Linked DNA regions of Mus musculus: region 2 is linked to region 1. A link is a contact called in public promoter capture Hi-C data. All regions are on one chromosome and are shown on one strand. Each heading gives the region's core, a stretch centred on a gene start, on an enhancer-like site or on the middle of the called end of the contact. The rest is flanking DNA. Distances are from core to core; before and after follow the strand shown.

Evidence for each region. Promoter capture Hi-C pulls out the DNA fragments that hold promoters and counts their contacts.
Region 2: a promoter capture Hi-C map of hippocampal neurons shows a contact between it and region 1, with 8 times the contacts expected there. The contact joins the promoter of Rsu1 here to the enhancer-like site in region 1. A contact is called at or near these places in 11 of 39 promoter capture datasets (the 3T3-L1 cell line, the C10 cell line, the HPC-7 cell line and 6 more), 3 of 15 datasets of contacts at CTCF or cohesin (the NIH/3T3 cell line, embryonic stem cells and stem cell-derived epiblast-like cells), 31 of 484 Hi-C or Micro-C datasets (the 63-12 cell line, the Ba/F3 cell line, CD4 T cells and 17 more), 10 of 115 datasets of contacts at active chromatin or transcription factors (the 230-238 cell line, CD4 single positive thymocytes, bone marrow-derived dendritic cells and 5 more) and 3 of 9 other capture datasets (adipose tissue, liver and pancreatic islet).

What each region holds. Positions count from the first base shown.
Region 1 is chr2:12,707,568-12,710,778 of GRCm38.p6, forward strand. No RefSeq gene overlaps it. Among named protein-coding and RNA genes, the nearest start is that of Pter, 210 kb to the right of the region's middle. Within about 2 kb of position 1,759, at least 50 of the 459 cell types and tissues checked have an H3K27ac peak or open chromatin away from gene starts, as enhancers often do. A contact at or near this core is called in the NIH/3T3 cell line, cerebral cortex and hippocampal neurons, where this site is marked.
Region 2 is chr2:13,269,814-13,273,024 of GRCm38.p6, forward strand. Rsu1 (Ras suppressor protein 1) reads right to left here and starts at 1,602. Exons shown (of 9, transcript NM_009105.4): 1 at 1,387-1,602; 2 at 1,098-1,209. The coding sequence starts at 1,206. Gm13270 (a long non-coding RNA gene) reads left to right here and starts at 1,764. Exons shown (of 3, transcript XR_865976.2): 1 at 1,764-1,899.

The sequences.
Region 1 (3,211 bases), core at 509-3,008:
TTAAGATTAAGCCAGCTGTCCAATGCTGCCATACTTTTACTAAGGAAATTTAATCTGCCAGTCTCTTCCGTCCTTAAGACTGAGCCTTTCCCAGGAGACTGCTCAGTCCCTGTGACACATAAATACTTCCTGGGCCTGGCCCATGTGACATCTTTGCTTACCCAGGCAGATGTGATTGTCAGTGGCATTTTTTATCCACGCCAGTGAGGAGTACTTAGGGACCCTGTGTAAATACAGCCACCCACATTAACGAATAGCAAAATGACTTGCTCTGGCCACAATAGTGGACTTTTTGGTTAATATTAGTGTTTGGAACTCAGTGACACATTTAAAATTAACATTCTCCTATTCAGTTAAGGAGGTAACTCTAGAGGGAAGGATGCACACTGCTTTTCCAAGTACTCAGTGGATCTATTATCACTTTGAATTTTGAGCAGAGCAATGTATTTCTCATGAACCATTCCCCTGTTTTTGAAAGTTGCTCTTAAAAAAAAAAAATCACCACTAACAGTTTAAGCATGGAATGTTCTTAATATCTTCAATATCTACACCAGTAGGAATGTGCTCTGTTCTCCAGAGTCAGTGTACTTAGCCACTAATTAATTGTTTGAGACCATATCTCTTTTATGTTGCCCAGACTTATGTAAAACTCCAGGTTTACAAGCCTCAGCTTCTTGAGTGGTTGGAAATAGACAGCTACTGCCATTAATTGCAGCTAACTCTTTCACATTTCATTGGAAAATAGGTGCCAGTGATTCTGAAGACAAGGATAAAAACCTAAAATACAGAGTTAGTCACTTATGGCATCAGGACCTTAGCTTAAAAGGTCTCTAGAGGTTCCCAGTCCCAGCTAACCTGGACTAGCAAAACAGAACAGACTGGCAATGCTTGAACATTTCAAAGAGAAGCATTAAGAAATACAAGTGATAGTTCTCATCAGAGCTGGCAGAAATTTCCTTAGACTTTAACTGGATTCGTTCCCTGTTAAAGTGCACATCACCAATCCGGTTAAAGAATAGTGTATAAGGATTTTTATCCCTGTATGTAGAGGACATATTGCAAAAGTAATGTTCTTTTAGTCACAGTCAGTGCTAAGTAAATTTTAAGCATGCTTCCTGTTTGGTTTGGCTATTTAAGTAAAATTCGTTTCCTGGAAAAGCTAAAACTATTGCTGAGAGAAGTTGCTGTCTGGATACACATTCGCTCTGCAGCTGTCTCCAGTGTCTGTTCTGATGCCTGGAACATAGTAGTCTTTCTACAACACACGGGAAGGACATGCCTGGAGGTTAATGAACTTCTTGATTTATAAAGAGATGATGACGCACTTAACTTATTATGATCCATCGTCCAAGGGCAGCTTGGATTCTATTGACCCTTCCGTTTGCAGATCTGAAACAGGTTAGGTGTTATCTAGGACCTGGTACCGTAGAAGTTCTTGTGATTTCTTGATTTTTTTCTAATTAGTAAAATGCAAGGTTTGAACAGAAAAACTCTAAGATTTCTTCGGGTCCTGAATGCCTTAATTTTCATCTGCTAGACTTATAGGTGCTAATGTCCAGCAACTCTGTACAATTAGAAGAACCCCACCCTTTAAAAGGGTGGAGATGGGGTTTGGGGTAGGAGAGAAGCAGCTTGCAAATTGCTTCATGTCCACTAGGGGGCAGGTTTTTACACATCTGCGGTTAAGAATGAGTAGACACAGAATCGTGCCCATGAGCTGCTATTGTGGCATAGGATTACAAGTTGCATAACACTTCACACTTGAACAAATACTTCACACGGAGAACACAGTGTCTTTCTTTGGCAGATAAGAGAAACTGGCATAGTCAGAGCATAGAAATTCACCAAAACCGTGGTCTAAGTTGCCAGCATCTGGTTTTTGCTTTGTACGTGTCTGTGGGATGCCTGAATTACTGAATGCTGTGCTCATGGAGGTTGCTGGGAAACCTGGGGATAGGTTTCACCAATGTTCAGGATACGAGGAACAACTACCTCACCCACGTGTGGCCTGCAAACGGGGTGGGATGAAGTCGTGAAAAGCCAGGTTGGAGAGACAGACTGCTTTCTGAAGCACTCAGAAGTGATTTTTTTTTTAAATCAAAGAAGAAAACATCTTGAAAAAATTGGCTGCTGGTGGTACTGTCTCCTCTGCATTGACATCATCCATCAACCAAGAGTGTAGGAGAACTGTCAAATACTGGCAGCCCTAGAGATAAGAGAAATCGCGGGCGCTTGAACAATGGCGAGTGTCTCAGCACACAGCTGGAGCCCCGCTTGGTGGTTATTTGGGGAGGGGTATAACGGGGAAGAGGAAGAACAAGCGGGCATTTGTTCAAATCCTCAATTAGAATGATCTGATTCATAATTTTATTTATTGTCAGAATAACTTTCTGCCCTGCCCTGCACATGGTGTGCGGCTACCGCCTTCTTCATTTTTCTGCTGTTGTTTGTACTTGGGTTTGGTGTTTCTCAATGTATTCTCCCTCACAGTAGCTGTTGACAGGTCCAGCCCTGTAACCATCTGGCTCCTGAAGTAATGAGACCAAATGAAATGGAGCTTGAAGAAATTAACATTCTTTCCTTAATCTATTAATAACTGAAAAGTGTTGATTTTAGTGACAGCCAGATACTTTATTATGAAGCATATTGGTTAATTAAGAGCATCATAATGAAGGTTATAGGAATGCATATCCCTCCAGAAACACATATTTTTAATAAGCATAATTTGATTCTTCTCACGCACTCCAAAAAAAAAAAAATCAGTGAAAATGTTATGCACAAAGAGAGTCTCAACAAAAAAATAAACACTTAATTTTTGTATGTACGTACCACACTACTGTTGTTTGGTTAAGTGTGCATCTCAAATACAGCTGCTGGATTCCAAAGGAATTTGCAGATAATTACAGGTCTTCCTATTTTATCCCTCCACTGTCTGAAAATACTCTCATCTCTCTACTAACAGCCCATGTTTGTGAGTCTTAGGCTCCTTACGGGGGGTAGGGAGGAAGGGAATCGTCCACATTGCCAAAATTAAAAAACGCACAGACTTTGGTATTTAGATCATAGATAATGATATTTCCTTGCTCAACTCTGATGTTTGCAAACATTTTCCTTGTGCCTGTGAGACTTTCATGAAAACTCTAGCTTGTGCACAGAGATGTCATTAATAATAGATGTGCTACGGCACCTTGGCTCACCTTTCCTGCCTATG
Region 2 (3,211 bases), core at 352-2,851, 560 kb after region 1:
TTAATTAAAGGCTATGCAATCTGTGCCTTGTAGAAAGGTGGGTTCACACAGGAAGATAGAAAGAGAACGTTTTTCATAGGCTATGATGTCTGAGCTGACTCTTGGCAGTTAAGTTAAGGGACGTCAGGTGGAAAGGCATATAGATAAGGAGACAACAGACTTGCAAGTCAGGAAGATCTGGCTGCTCAGGGTCACTCAGTGGAGCTTATTCAACATCGCTTGGAATGAATGCATGGAAGGGATCGGTTTATGATCAGAATCAGACCTTGTATGTCCCGCTGAGGAATGTGGGGGTACCACTCTCAACAGTTAAGCTCTCAGAGGATCCAAATGAAGTCACAGGAACCTACAGAAGCGTGGTGACTTACTTAAAAAGTGTTTTCAAAGACCAGAATTAGTTTGCAGAATTTAAAGATCATGAAAAAGTGGACACTAGAATTCTCAACACAAAATCTGGCGATAGTGATGCAGCATTTACACATGGGGATAACCGTCTCCATGTGGAGAAGAGGAGATGCCCATGAGAAGGGCACAGGCAATGGAGTTTATGACCATTCCCACTTGTACTGAGTTCCCTGTCTGGTTTTACAGATGAGAAAAAAACAATAAAGTAAGAGTCATATAAGTTCACAGCTGAAAGCAACACCCTGATTAAACGGGTGCTGAGCTTGGATCACAAGATTGAGCAATGCCTGAACACAAATGGGAGAATGACCCAGGAATACGTAATGAAGGAAAATGTTGAAAATACTACTGGCACAAGAATTCTTACTATGCATGTAATTTTTGAGTACCACCAGCTCATGATTCATAGAGTAAAACGTGACTTCCAAATTACAAACAAAAATGGCTACTTGGGACACTACATGGAAGATGGACTTCAAAGCTATGAAGCTCCCTCACCCGCTGAGAAGGAACTGCAGCACACCTCGTGTGACGTTCTCATCTGGTTCACCAGTCCCAGCAGAACTAACTGTGGTTTGCAAGCTCCTGACAAGTGACCAAGTGACGAGCAAAGGTGGAATGGCAGGCTTCCGAAACTCGCCTCCCAAGAGAGCAGTTACTTACAAACTTAGCAACTGTCCAAGAGAACTTACACAAGCCGTTGACATCCAACATACTGGAGATACCCCTGTCACTCATGTCCACTTCCGGCTGGTTCTTCTCCCTGCTCTCCTCCACCAGCTTCTTCAGTGACTTGGACATGTTCTGTAGCAAAGGACAACAAAGCACGTGGATGATGGCAAAAATGGGAGCCTGGGGGTTGTGGGGCAGGTTAAGGCAGGAAAGGAGCAGAGGCCCAGGCTGAATTCTCCAGGGCTGCCTAGGGGAGAATGGGTATCACCATGGAGTCCTTAATGGAGGACTTGGACCCCGCACACTCACCGCAGCGAGCAACACCTGGTGGGTGTGATTAGGGACCTGCAAGGGAAACTCGGGTGGAGAGCGATGAACTGGATCAGCCGAAAACAGGATCCCGCAGCAGGAACACACCCTGTCCCAGCGATCGCGCAGGCGCACACAAAATCCGGCCAACCCCACGCCCCTCCCGGCCTGACACTTCCCAAATTAGGAGAACTGTTTCCCAGCTGTGGCTCCAGGCGAGGCTCTGCCCACTGAAGAAAGTGGACCCCGAGGCGGACCAATCGTACACGTTTTAGTCTCAGAGACTCCGCCCTACGCTGAGGAACGCCCATCTTCTTGAGTTTGGAACTTGAATTGGACTCAGCAAGTGCATGTGATCTAGATTCTGCGCATGCTCAGTAAGCTAGCTGAAGGACAAAGTTCTGTGGGCGGAAGCAGGGGATTCTAAGCTGGTCGCTGGTACCGAGGTAGACTCTTAGAATGCAGCTTGTGTTGAGGGATTTGGAGTTCCGTCCTGAGAAATCCACAAGTCAGGTACTCTCTTTTGTCCTGCGTCTTTCGTTGCCGGTCCCCTCCCACGGAGAGTTGTTACCGTGAGTCCCTCGTGTGCCCCTGGCTGTCGCAGACCTGGTGGAGGTATGAGGTCTGGATTATGGTAAAGATTCTGAAGACAAAGATTCCGCCCGAAACTTATGTCCTCAGCTGGTAACTCACAGGTTTCTGTATCTAACTGTTTTGCTCCGTTCCTTTTGGTCTTGGGAACTGGAATCTATCTCCCTTAGGGTTAGATGCTAACAGTAAACCACGACTATGTCAGAAGTCTGAGTTGGTGTTTACACCCATGAACCGTGAAATCTTGGCTCTTAGAACTCTCCCACTTTCTTCAAATAGAATGGATGGATAGATAGATAGATAGATAGATAGATAGATAGATAGATAAACTTTCTGCTGACCCTCTGGGTTCTACCTCCTAATGACTAGATCTTGATGACCCAGTAAAAAACTTAATCTTAGTGACAATTTCACACTATTAAATAGGAAATCATTCCAGAATTATTCCTCTGGCATTAGGTACATGACAGATAAGCAGTCAGACAGACGTGCAGAAGTTTAGACACACATATATAAGCAATGAGCCAAGCAGGTACTAGAAAAAGATTCGGCACTTTGAATTTGAAAGCAGAAATTTCTCCTTAAACACACTTCAGATGAAACGATGATACTTGCAATGCAGGCAACTTGCATTGTCCAGGCCTCATCACTTTTTTTTTTTTTTTTTTTTTTGGTTTTTCGAGACAGGGTTTCTCTGTATAGTCCTGGCTGTCCTGGAACTCACTCTGTAGACCAGGCTGGCCTCGAACTCAGAAATCCGCCTGCTTCTGCCTCCCAAGTGCTGGGATTAAAGGCATGTGCCACCACGCCCGGCTTGCCTCATCACTTCTTAAGCTAGACATTTGCTGAGAGCACTGATCTAGCACAGTCTCATACAAGCTGTGGATGCAGTTTCAGTTTCTGTGAGCCCTCTAAGCCCAAAGCATCAATATTTATTAGTGCTTTTTGAAAGGTTACTGATAGTTTTTCTCTGGCTGTTTCTGATGGAGATAGTTTTACTATATAAGTTTAAAGCATCATTTAGGGCTGGTGTAACAAAACGCCATAATTCTGAAGGCTGGAAGCCCAAAGTCAAATGCAGGAAGATTTGATGTCTTCTACCCCTACCCTGCCCCCTTAGCCTGGAGACTGCCGCCTTTCTTTGCACCCTCACATTACTTTCCCTCACCCCAGTTCAGTTCATCCTCCACGCAGCTATGATGACCACAGCAGATCTCTTGCATCATGACCTTCC